Regions from separate parts of the Mus musculus genome. Here all the other regions are linked to region 2. Evidence: chromatin contacts called from public HiCAR-type and promoter capture Hi-C data. All regions are on one chromosome and are shown on one strand. Each heading gives the region's core, a stretch centred on a gene start, on an enhancer-like site or on the middle of the called end of the contact. The rest is flanking DNA. Distances are from core to core; before and after follow the strand shown.

Region 1 (3,620 bases), core at 972-3,471, 2.4 Mb before region 2:
CTTGCTCTGTAGATAATCGTCAGAAACAACCACCACCATGCGGCGACACCTGAGGGAGAGTGGCACTGCGGTGACTTCCTTCAGAGGATGGGGTCAGGAAGGACTACATTACCCAGGCGGGACAGAGCCCAGCTAGCAGGACAGTCCTTGCATCTGGACCTCTGGGTTTCATGCATTCACCCACCTACCCTCTTAGATGTTTAACCAACCTTTTCTCAATTAGCTCGCTGGCAATGGACCAGACACAGGTGCCCGGCAGGACGTCACGGTCGGACACACACAACTTAAGCCGATAGTCTGTCTGTTCTAGTTGCCGGATCATCTCCTGCACAAACTCGATATCGTTGGGGCAGTAGCAGATAAAGGCATCGAAAAGTTCCGGCGTTTGTCCTGAGGACAGGGGACAAGGGAATCAATCAGCCTCTGCAGAAGGCTGGAAGGAGCCCAACCTGGAGTCTTCCATCAAGGGAACCTGGGCCTGTATCCATATCAAAGCAATGTCATATACATGCCCTCTCTACCAGTGAACAGATAACTTCCTCCCAGATGAAATCCCGGTTAACTATGATGGAGGCATGCCATTAAAGTCTCAGAACCACTCTGGGAGAGGACTGCCATTATTCCCATTTCTTAGATGGGGAAACCAAGGCTCAGAATGAGCAGCTTGCCCAAGGTCCCAGGTCCATCCATCTGCTTCCGGTATCCATGCCCTCTGCAGGTCACATGTTTGAGGCTGTGGCCCACCTATTCTACCTAGGGGCACAGTACTGGGCCCTTACCTAGGGGGTCATCAAGGGTGGTGATGCCTCCCAGTTCCTTTGTTTGTGGGACACTGCTTTCCACTCTGGCCACCTGTAAAGGCTTCTCGGACTCCTGGTTCTGCTGCTTACCTAAGTATTTCTGGCAGTCCTCCTCTGTGGAGAAGAGAAGGGTGTAGAGGCTCCTCCTCCCACCCCATCCCCGACACCCCCGCCCCCCATGCCCCAGGTTGCTGCTGTACACACACTCAAAATCCTGAATTAGTTTAAAGAGCCTACTTGGGGCTGGCGAGATGGCTCAGCCGGTAAGAGCACTGACTGCTCTTCCGAAGGTCCTGAGTTCAAATCCCACAACCACCCATAATGAGATCTGACGCCCTTTTCTGGTGTGTCTGCAGGCAGCTACAGTGTACTTATGTATAATAATAAATAAATGTTAAAAAAAAAATTTAAAAAGGGCCTACTTGGGCCGAGCCTTCCCCAGCCACTGGTACCATGGATGGCTCTACAAACTAACACTTCCTTTTGGACTCTCCCAAAATGAGCATCTGAGAGGACTCCAAAGTCAGCCTGCTTCTCTGAGCCTTCCTCCTGCCTTCCCTTTCTAAGGCTCTAGAGAATGGAGCCAAACTGGGCATCTAGCAGGGCACAGAGCAATCGGAGCAGAGGATTGAATGTCAGAAGGGCTCAGGCACCCAGTTAGTGCTCAATGAGAATGGTGACCCCCATCTAGCAAGGTGTACCTCACTGTGGGCGGGGCGGGGGTGTTGTGCTGAGTGCCAGTGAGTGATGGAAGGGGTCCTCACTTGTCCGGTTGATCCTGACACAACTGAGATACCGCGAGAAAAGCAGATCTTGACTCTTGGTACAACTGAAGGTCTTTGCCTAGGCTCTTTCCATCTTTCCTCAGGGTTTTTGACCCCTCTCCCAATCCCTACGCTGACCTGCATACTGACAGAAAATTCGACTGTCACTCTCTTCCTCCCTAGCGCACCCCAGAAAAAAATGAACAAGATTAATATGCCAAGGCTAGCCTCGTTGATCCTTGGCACAAAGCCAGGAAGCACGTTTCCTCACCGATGCGCGACTTCAGCTCCTTCAGTATATCCTCACGGTCTAACAAGGCCAGCAGCTCTAGCAGCCTGCCGACAGACGCGCCAGAGCGCCCCTGCCAGGCATCCAACAAACTGCGAGTGGGGTCAGGGCGCGTTTCCAGCTCTCGGATCTCCAAGTACTCGAAGCCCATCTCCTCCGCCAGCAAGGTCCAGTCGGCCGCCACGGGCGTCCGAGGGTTCAAGAACAGCGATAGGCGGCGCCTCACTCCCACGTTAAGCGCGACCAAGGGTATGGAGAACATGAAGGAGTCCAGGGACCCGGATCCCACGCGGGGGTCTCCCGCAGACATGGCAGGCAACCCTGGGCCCCCGGTGCCGTCCAGTACGCTCGCCTGTGGAGTTTCCTACTTCCCTTAAGTCTCCTGCCAGCCCCTCCTTCTTTCGCTTTCCGAGAAGCTCCGCCCTTTGCTAGAATCTAGACTACGGGGCCAGAACTACCCAGCCTAAAAGTCAACCCACTTGTGCTTCTAACGTTTGCTCACCTCCCCTCGAAGGTGTGAGAATTTATATAAACCGCCTCTGGCATCTGCCTTGGCCCACCGATCAAGGTGGATGGACTAGGCGATCTGGTAGTGGTTATTATGCATGGTTAGCTCAATCAGCCTTGTTTAGGACTTGAAGGAGTTACAGCCCTTCTGTACAGTAATTTATATTCTGGTAGTAGGGAGGGAAGAGACAGACTGGCTTCGGAAGTAGTAACCCGAAGGCTCAGTCTACCTTTAGCTATCTGATGTCACTTGTGACTCTGCTTTTTAAAGGGGAAAGCCCACGACCTTGCCCATAAATTGGCATTTAGGGTATCTTGTCCTTTGTTTTCTGAGACAAACAGCACTACCTTCCCGGGGTCTGCAAAAAACACGCGGAACCTACCACCTTACTCTTTAACGTTGGGTCTAGACCCAAGGAAGATTTTTTCGTTAATTCACTTGGTTAATCTATTTAGGTGTCAATCTCCAATACTGGGTCTCCCTCCACCCTCCACCCCCATCCCCGGGTTTAGTAGAATTCCTAGGGGAATGTGGGCACTAATGGCACTATCCCAAACAAACGTAGATCAACAGGCTTAAGACGAGTGGGGCACGTTACAGTTAGAACCTGCCTGCCGTTCAGCACCTTAATCGGTTCTTCACACCAGCCCGGAACCCAAAATTACTTTGTTTTCTGAGAGAGCTTCTGTGACAGCCAACCCGGTTGGGGCTTAACTAGGTGCCTCAACATTTTCTAGGTCCTCAGTTCTCGGTTTTGGGACCCGGGGCTGAGCACAGCAAATTTTGATGGGAGACAAGGGTCTTCTCGGGCTAGCTCAGCAGAGAAGCCATGGGCCGGGCTCCGCCTTCTACGCGGCTGCGCGCTGAGCTCAAGGGGAGGGACTCCCTTGAGGCTGAGTTCATCCTAGGAAACCAGAAGTTTGGGAAACCTCCTTCCCCAATGTCTACAAAAGGTTGTGCAAACTTGGAAGTTTCCAGTCTGCCTTTCAAGGAGGATTAAGAGTGCGCATTACGATTGGCTTCCGTAGGATTGGCGGGCGGGGCTTTGAGTGGAGAGAAAGCGTCTTAGGACGGGCGTTGGGCGGGACTCTGGGGCAAGGGGTGAGTGGGCGGCCCTCAATCAGACTCCCCTTAATCTAATTGGTTGTACCTAGGAGTGGGCAGGCCCTCTAAAGACCCCATCCTACCTCTCGCAGTATCATTCTACCGGGGTTGTGATCCCCTTTCAGGCCTTGCGACGTAGAAGGCTGTCCTGCGCC
Region 2 (3,675 bases), core at 1,116-3,615:
AAATGTTGTTTTATTAATACTTGCCTTGGTCATGGTGTCTGTTCACAGCAGTAAAACCCTAACTAATACAGTCCTCTGCAAGAACAGAAAGCACTCTTATTTTAAACACAGATTTGTGTTGGTACTATTTTTTTGAGTTACTTTATTGGGGTCTTAGATCTACTTCCCTTCCAACCCTTATTCCACCCTGATCTCTTCCAACTCCCCAACGCTAGGTAGGAAGGAAAGAAAGAGAGGAAATGAGGCACAGACCTCTTTAGATTATTTCCTGCTGACTGGGGATGTTGAGTTACTTGAGGCAAGTCCAATCTTCATGGTCAGGATATCTCCAATTTCTTCTCATCTCTTTGCTCACGAACACTTGGCAAAACTCCAGGAGAAGCAGCATTCCCAGAGCGCCCCACCTCATCTCAGGACTCTGGTTCATACCCTTGGAAGCATCCCTAGACTTCTGAATGTAAACTATCTACAGCTGGCAAAAGCATGCCCCTGCCAGTGCACTTGGCAAATCATAATCACCTGCTGTGGAGTAGTCTCTTATCCCACACCTGGGGTTAAATAAAGACATTCACACAATTATAACTGGGTTTTCTAAGAAACCAAAATTCTCACTATAGAGTCTCTCTTTGTGGTCTTTCCTGGAACTCTCTGTGTAGACAGACTGGCCTTTGAGTCACAAAGAGCAACCTGTCTTTGCCTACTAAGTGCTGGGTGCTGTGATTAAAGGTGCGTGCCACTATACCCATCGTAAGTGAGGACTCAACAGCTGAGCCATCTCTCCAAACACAGAGACAACATAGTAGAACCGATTTAAGCTTATCCCGGCTTATAAATAAATGAGTGGAGGGTAACTCCTAATGTACTCTTCTAACTGCTGTCCTGGCTACCTCCCTTGGGTGTACCCCAGATATGGACTGTTTTTTCTGGCTGTGTGCTCATCCTTTGCCTCCCCCCATGGGGGCTTCCTCTCTCCCATTCCTCCTTCTACACTTGGTCTCTCTTTTCTCCTTACTCTTCCCACCCAGGTAACTCAAAATCCACCTACCTCGAATCCCTCCAGTAATTGGCTGTAGCCAATTTTATTTAACCAACAGTTTTAAATTAAGGAACAAGGTACAAAAGCTTGGAAAGACGGTAAGTCACTCGTAGGTTTAGGTTTTTGGATATGGAATTTTGCTTTATGTAACAGACCCAACCTCAACACTGATTGTGATTAAAATTTTCTACAACAGCACATTTTTTAAAAAAGATTTATTTATTATATGTAAGTACACTGTAGCTGTCTTCAGACACTCCAGAAGAGGGCATCAGATTTCATTATGGATGGTTGTGAGCCACCATGTGGTTGCTGGGATTTGAACTCGGGACCTTCAGAAGAGCAGTCGGCGCTCTTAACCACTGAGCCATCTCGCCAGCCCCAACAGCACATTCTTATTGTGTACCTTTTGTTTTGAGACAGGATCTACCTAGCCCTGACTGGCCAGGAAGACAATATGTAGAACTGACTGACCTCAGACTGAGAGCCACCTACCTCTGCCTCTCGAGCCGCTGGGATTAAAGGCTGTGTATTATTGCTCACAGACTTTCCTTTTGTAAGGTTTTACTTTCTGTTTTGCCTGCATGTATGTCTGGGCACCATGTGCATGCTTGGTGTCCACGGAGGTCAGGGGAGCGCGATGGAAACCCTGAAACGAGATGGTTGTAAGCCACCATGCGGTTATTGAGCTGGGCTTTGAACCAGGTCCAATGCAAAAGCGGCCTCTAGACCATCTTAACTGCTAGACCATCGCTCCTGTCAACTGGTTTGGTTTCTTCACAGGTCTCAGGTATCTCAGGCTGACCTTGAACTTCTGAATCTCCTGCCTTTACCCACCAAGCGCTGGTGCGCAGGTGTAAACGCTACGGTTTGTGTTTTGCTTCGGGGTTTTGTTGTTGCCTTGATTTTTGTTTCCTTTCGTTGTATTTCTGAGAAAGCCTCAAGTGACCCAGGCTGGCCTCGAGCCGGCGGCCAGCCTCGTCTCACCCTGGCGGGCAAGGGAGGCACATCTGGCTCCATCTGGTCCTCGATTCTTTTAACGCGAGACAAACAGCGTGACCGCATCAACCACGAGAGAGAACAGGTCACCCGCCACGTCGGCCGGAAGCCTGGGATTCACCCTGCGTTCATCCACTGGCCACGCAATCAGAAATCTCGCGGTGCTGCATGAGTGAGCCGTGGTTGACAGCTCGCACACGTCTGCGCACTCGGGATTGGACAGGGGATCCTGAGGGGCGGGGCACGAGAGCCCTGGCGCGGACCGCCTACTCCGACCCCACACCCCGCTCGGCGGCGAGACGAACTCTCGCGACGCTTGCGTCCGGCCTCGCGAGCTCTGGCGTGGCGCTCGCCGGCTGGCCCTCACGGGGAAGAGGTGGCGTTCCGTTGGTGACGTTAGGCTCCGGCGGCGCCGGCAGGGCGTTCTCCGGAGCTGTGCGGCCAGGTGAGAAGCTCGACGGGAGCGCGGGTAGCCGCGGCTGGGGTGGGCGGGCGGGCGGGTGGGCAGGGTGGGGCGGCCTCTCGTCGGCCGCGTCCCTGTCAGGCGGGCCGGGCCCCGCCCCGCCCGGCCGCCCGCCTGCCCTCAGCGCCCTCCTCCCTGTCCGCAGCTCGCCGCCGTCCCGCTGCTGCGCTCGCGATGGGCGCCCAGGACCGGCCGCAGTGTCACTTCGACATCGAGATCAACCGGGAACCGGGTGAGCGGGGCGGGCCCCTCTGTGGGCCCGGGTCGGGGTGGAAGTGGACGCGGCGGAGCCGGAGCCGGAGCCGGGCGGGGGCGGGGCGGGGCGGGCTCGGCCGGCCAGAGCTGCGGAGCCGCCGCGGTCACGAGCCGGCCAGCTGCCCTCCGCTGTCCCTCGGGAGCCTTCCCGAGAATGTACTGGCTCCGGGAGACGTGGCTGGAGAGGAGAGACTGAAGGGCTTGTGCGGGTTCTGTAGCCCCGGGATTGCTCCTAGGCTGCGGCCGCGATGTTTGGTTTTTTTTTTTTTTTTTTTGGAAGTCCAGTGTGCAGCCATTCATTAATCCCGAGGCGTCGACGTCTCTGTGTGCAGAGAGGTGGCTGCTGCACACATCGGTGCGCACACATGTAAAGGTCGCGTGTGTATCGAGCAGGAACATGTGTACGGATGCGCGGTTCTCAACCGACAGGGATCTTAACTGGAGGTGTGTGGTGTGCGCCACGTCTTAGGTCGCAGTGGACTCGCAGGAGAGCTGCTTGTCCTGGGCTCTGGAAGGGCAGCAGTGACTAAAGCAGGGCTGCTGCTTCTTTTATGTTGACGTCCTGGGGGAAAGAGGCAGGAAGTGAAGGGGTAAAAACCGCATTCCCTCCAGTAGTGCTGTTTTAGTCAGGCGGTGAGCGAGAAAGGCCATCTTGAGAAGATGACATTTGAGTAGGTGCGAAGCCGAACCTGTGGAGGGACGCCTTTGAGAACTGTGCTTGGTAGTGGCAGCCAACGGTTAGCTTGGGTTCTGAGACAGCGCTTGTGTTTCTTGAGGGAAAGCGAAGGTCCCGGTCTGGCTGGAGTAGAGGGAACAGAATAAGGAAAACTCAGGCTCTAGGATAAAAGGAAGACGGTGACGGTTCTGAACAAAGGATTGGAGCGATCTTAAACGTTCTGTTTTTCTCATCTAACATTTCGAC
Region 3 (3,307 bases), core at 731-3,230, 2.4 Mb before region 2:
TTAGACTTTCCAGCTTCCAGAGCTGTGAGAAACTGTTTAGCCCTTGGCATTGGTTTAGCAACATGAGTGACACATAGTAAGGTCCTTGGGGGTCCCACTGGCTCTTCTTTATAAATTTTTAGAACCCACCTCTCCATTTTTCAACCTAACATACTTCTAGGTAGCATGCAACTGGCAAAAGTCTGCCTTCCAGGAAAGTTTTAAATCTAGTATCTTCCCCTATCCGTATGCCTGTCATGATTCCCATGTGTGTTCCCTGTAGTCTTCATAATTCCCAGTGGCCCCCACCTGCCTTATTCTGAGCTCTTCTTTTCACATCTGACTTACCCACTTGGAGACGACAGCTCCCAAATCATTGTTCACAACCCAGACATCTTACCTGAGTTAGAGGCCACACATCCAAACTGGCCTGCTCAACATCTCCACTCAGACACCCCAGAGGGGCCTCAAACGTTCTAGCTAAATTACTAGGTCATCCACATCGCCCAGCCTGAGTTCATTTCCGTGTGTCCAACAAAGAGTGTGAAGCCCTCTCCATCTGGCAATGGCCTCTTGTGGCCCCACCCCCACCCCATTTTGAGACTAGGTTTCACCGTGTAGTCCTGGCTGTCCTGGAACTTTCTATGTAAAGTAGACTAGTCTTGAAATCCCAGAGATCTGCCTCCTCCTGCCTCCAGAATGCATTTCTCCATTCTTTACACTGGGCACCCACACCTTTTGCTGACATCATTCACTAAGCTCTTTTCTGAGGTTCTCAGACAGGCGCACTGTGAGCATACTGTTCAGGGGTGGGGACAAGAGTCTTGAGTAGCAGAGACACCGCCACTGCCACCGCCACCTGAGCTCAGCCCAGACAGTCTGCTGACCTGTGGGTCACGATAACAGATGAGTTCTAACTGGGAATCGTGGCTTCCACCTGCAATCACAGCATTTGGGAGAGTGAGGCAGGAGGATCAGGAATTCAAGGCTAGTCCCAGCTACACTGTAAATTCAAGGCCAGCCTGGGGTATGTGAGACCTTATCTTATAGCAGATCATGTCAGGCCACACTTGGTGTTACAGGCCTTCAATCTCGTGGGAGGCTCTGGTGGGAGGATTGTAAATTCAAGGCCAATCTGGGCAGGAGGAATTTTTTGAGCCTAGTCAAGACTGTCAAAACAAACAATAGAAGGAGGAAGAGAGGGAGGGAGAGAGAGAGATTGATTGATTATTAATTATTATTATTATTATTGAGACAGATCTTGCTATGTATCCCAGGCTGGCCTCAAACTCATGGGCCTCCAGTACTACTATCCCAAATTTAATTAAGATTTTTATTTTTATTTTATTTTTTAGTTGACTCTAGGGCACAGGTCAGACAAAAGCAATATCTTCGGCCTTCACTTCTTTTTTTTTTTTTTCTTTTCTTTCCTTTCATTTATCTATTTTTGGCGTGGGCATCGTCTCACCGTGTAGCCTTGGCTGACCTAGAACTTGCTATGCACCAACACGCCCAGCTTGACCTTCAGTAGACCACCCCCCCATTTTACTTTTGTGACAAGTGTCTCTGTTATATAGCTATGACTGCCCTGGAATTCTCAATGTAGACTAGACTGGCCTTGAACTCACAGACATCTTCCTGTCTCTGTCTCCTGAGTGCTGGGATTGAAGGCAGGCACCACCACAACTGGCTTCTTCTGCCTCTTTTTAATTTTATTTTGAGACAGGGTTTCAACCATTTACCTTGTTTTGGTTTGGTTTGGTTTTGGGTTTTGGTTTTTCGAGACAGGGTTTCTCTGTATAGTCCTGGCTGTCCTGGAACTCACTTTGTAGACCAGGCTGGCCTCGAACCCAGAAATCTGCCTGCCTCTGCCTCCCAAGTGCTGGGATTAAAGGCGTGCACCACCACTGCTGTTACCCAGGCTGGTCTTGAATTTGAGATCCTCCTATTTTAGCCTCCCAAATGCTGGGATTATATTAGGTCGGCGCAGGGGTGAGTGTGGGTGGAGTGAAATTGGAGGGAAGCCACTGCGCTGCCTTGCTGGTGGGTAGCGACCACTAAGTGCCCCAGCCAGACGCAGTCCCACTCGCGACCTTCCCGCAGGCGGCGCCAGAGGGCATTCCCGCCTCGTGACTCCAGTCCAGAGTCCTGCGGGGCGTGGCGAAAGGCGGGCTCTGGCGTCTCTGAGCGACGGAGCGCAGCGACAGTCTCGCCGCTGCAGTACACATGGACGCACGGACGCACAGACGGGCGGCGGGAACCCCCAGGGCCCTGGCGGAGCGCGCGGGGCGCCGCTGTTGCCTGGGCTGGGACTTCAGCACGCAGCAGGTACGCGCGCGGGGCGAGGAGCGGGAGCCTGACGATGCTCTGCCAGCGAGAGGCTTCTCCCGGAAACCGCGGGTGACTCCCCGCGGAACCCGGAGTACACGTAGCGGGGGCGGAGGGCTGTGGGGGGGAGTACCTCGGGGGTCCACGCGAGTCTCGGCTGCAGATGGCTAGATTCCGAGACACTCCGCGCAAACACACTCCGCGAAAACAGCAGAGGTGTGCGCACATGCACAGCCTAGATCCGGATAATCCCTGAGCGCCTTTTCTTTACTTTTCTTTATTATTTTATTTTATATTTTGAGACAGAACTTTACTATGTAGCTTTGGCTGGCCCAGGTTCATTGTGTAGACCAGGTTGGCCTTGAACTCACAGTGATCCACTATCCGTAGCCTCCTGAGTGTTGGGTTTAAAGGAGGGTGCCACGCCAAGCACTTTTTTTTGTTAAAAGTGAAATGGGCATAGTATGCAAATGGACTTTGCCCGTTCCCTGCCTCCCCCAACCCCCTCTTGGCTGGCACTAGCGTGCCAGGGTCTGTGATTCCAGAACTGCCGGTCAGAGGTTGGTGTTCCCAGTGATAGCTGAGTGAATTAGCAATTTGCCTTCCAAGTAGGCATGGGACGTCCAGGAGGCATTCATCCTGCACGCTTGAGAAATAAGCATAGTAGCTGTGAGACCCTTCTCAGCCCGATGAGGAGAGTTGGAACCTGCGGCTCCCACTGGGGAACATCCCATAGAACTTAGTCACCTTGCCCTACTAGACCTGTTTCTCCATCTTCCCGAGCTTGGAATGGCTTCCTTAGGATGTCAGGTCTGACTTGACCATAGTCATGGCTCTGGGGGCAGCCTCTGGAGACAAGCCTCCTTGCCAGGTGCAGGACCATAGCCTCCATTGTTTGGAGAGTGGATTCTTGTAGACCGTGGGAGTTTCACCTGCCTCTCTCTGTGTGGCGCTCTCTCTCTCTCTCTCTCTCTCTCTCTCTCTCTCTCTCTCTCTCTCT

Evidence for each region. Promoter capture Hi-C pulls out the DNA fragments that hold promoters and counts their contacts. HiCAR-type assays count read pairs that join an accessible place to other places.
Region 1: a promoter capture Hi-C map of pre-B cells shows a contact between it and region 2, with 6 times the contacts expected there. The contact joins the promoter of Myd88 here to the promoter of Nktr in region 2. A contact is called at or near these places in 3 of 39 promoter capture datasets (embryonic stem cells, erythroid cells and pre-B cells), 1 of 115 datasets of contacts at active chromatin or transcription factors (astrocytes) and 2 of 9 other capture datasets (adipose tissue and liver).
Region 3: a contact with region 2 is called in a HiCAR-type map of astrocytes, with 2.4 times the contacts expected there. The contact joins the promoter of Xylb here to the promoter of Nktr in region 2. A contact is called at or near these places in 1 of 39 promoter capture datasets (embryonic stem cells), 1 of 115 datasets of contacts at active chromatin or transcription factors (astrocytes) and 2 of 9 other capture datasets (adipose tissue and liver).

What each region holds. Positions count from the first base shown.
Region 1 is chr9:119,337,797-119,341,416 of GRCm38.p6, forward strand. Myd88 (myeloid differentiation primary response gene 88) reads right to left here and starts at 2,222. Exons shown (of 6, transcript NM_010851.3): 1 at 1,836-2,222; 2 at 780-914; 3 at 210-390; 4 at 1-49. The coding sequence starts at 2,163. It overlaps Acaa1a (acetyl-Coenzyme A acyltransferase 1A), which reads left to right and starts at 3,498. Exons shown (of 12, transcript NM_130864.3): 1 at 3,498-3,620.
Region 2 is chr9:121,716,816-121,720,490 of GRCm38.p6, forward strand. Nktr (natural killer tumor recognition sequence) reads left to right here and starts at 2,366. Exons shown (of 17, transcript NM_010918.2): 1 at 2,366-2,480; 2 at 2,644-2,730. The coding sequence starts at 2,673.
Region 3 is chr9:119,355,401-119,358,707 of GRCm38.p6, forward strand. It overlaps Xylb (xylulokinase homolog (H. influenzae)), which reads left to right and starts at 1,981. Exons shown (of 19, transcript NM_001033209.3): 1 at 1,981-2,307. The coding sequence starts at 2,206.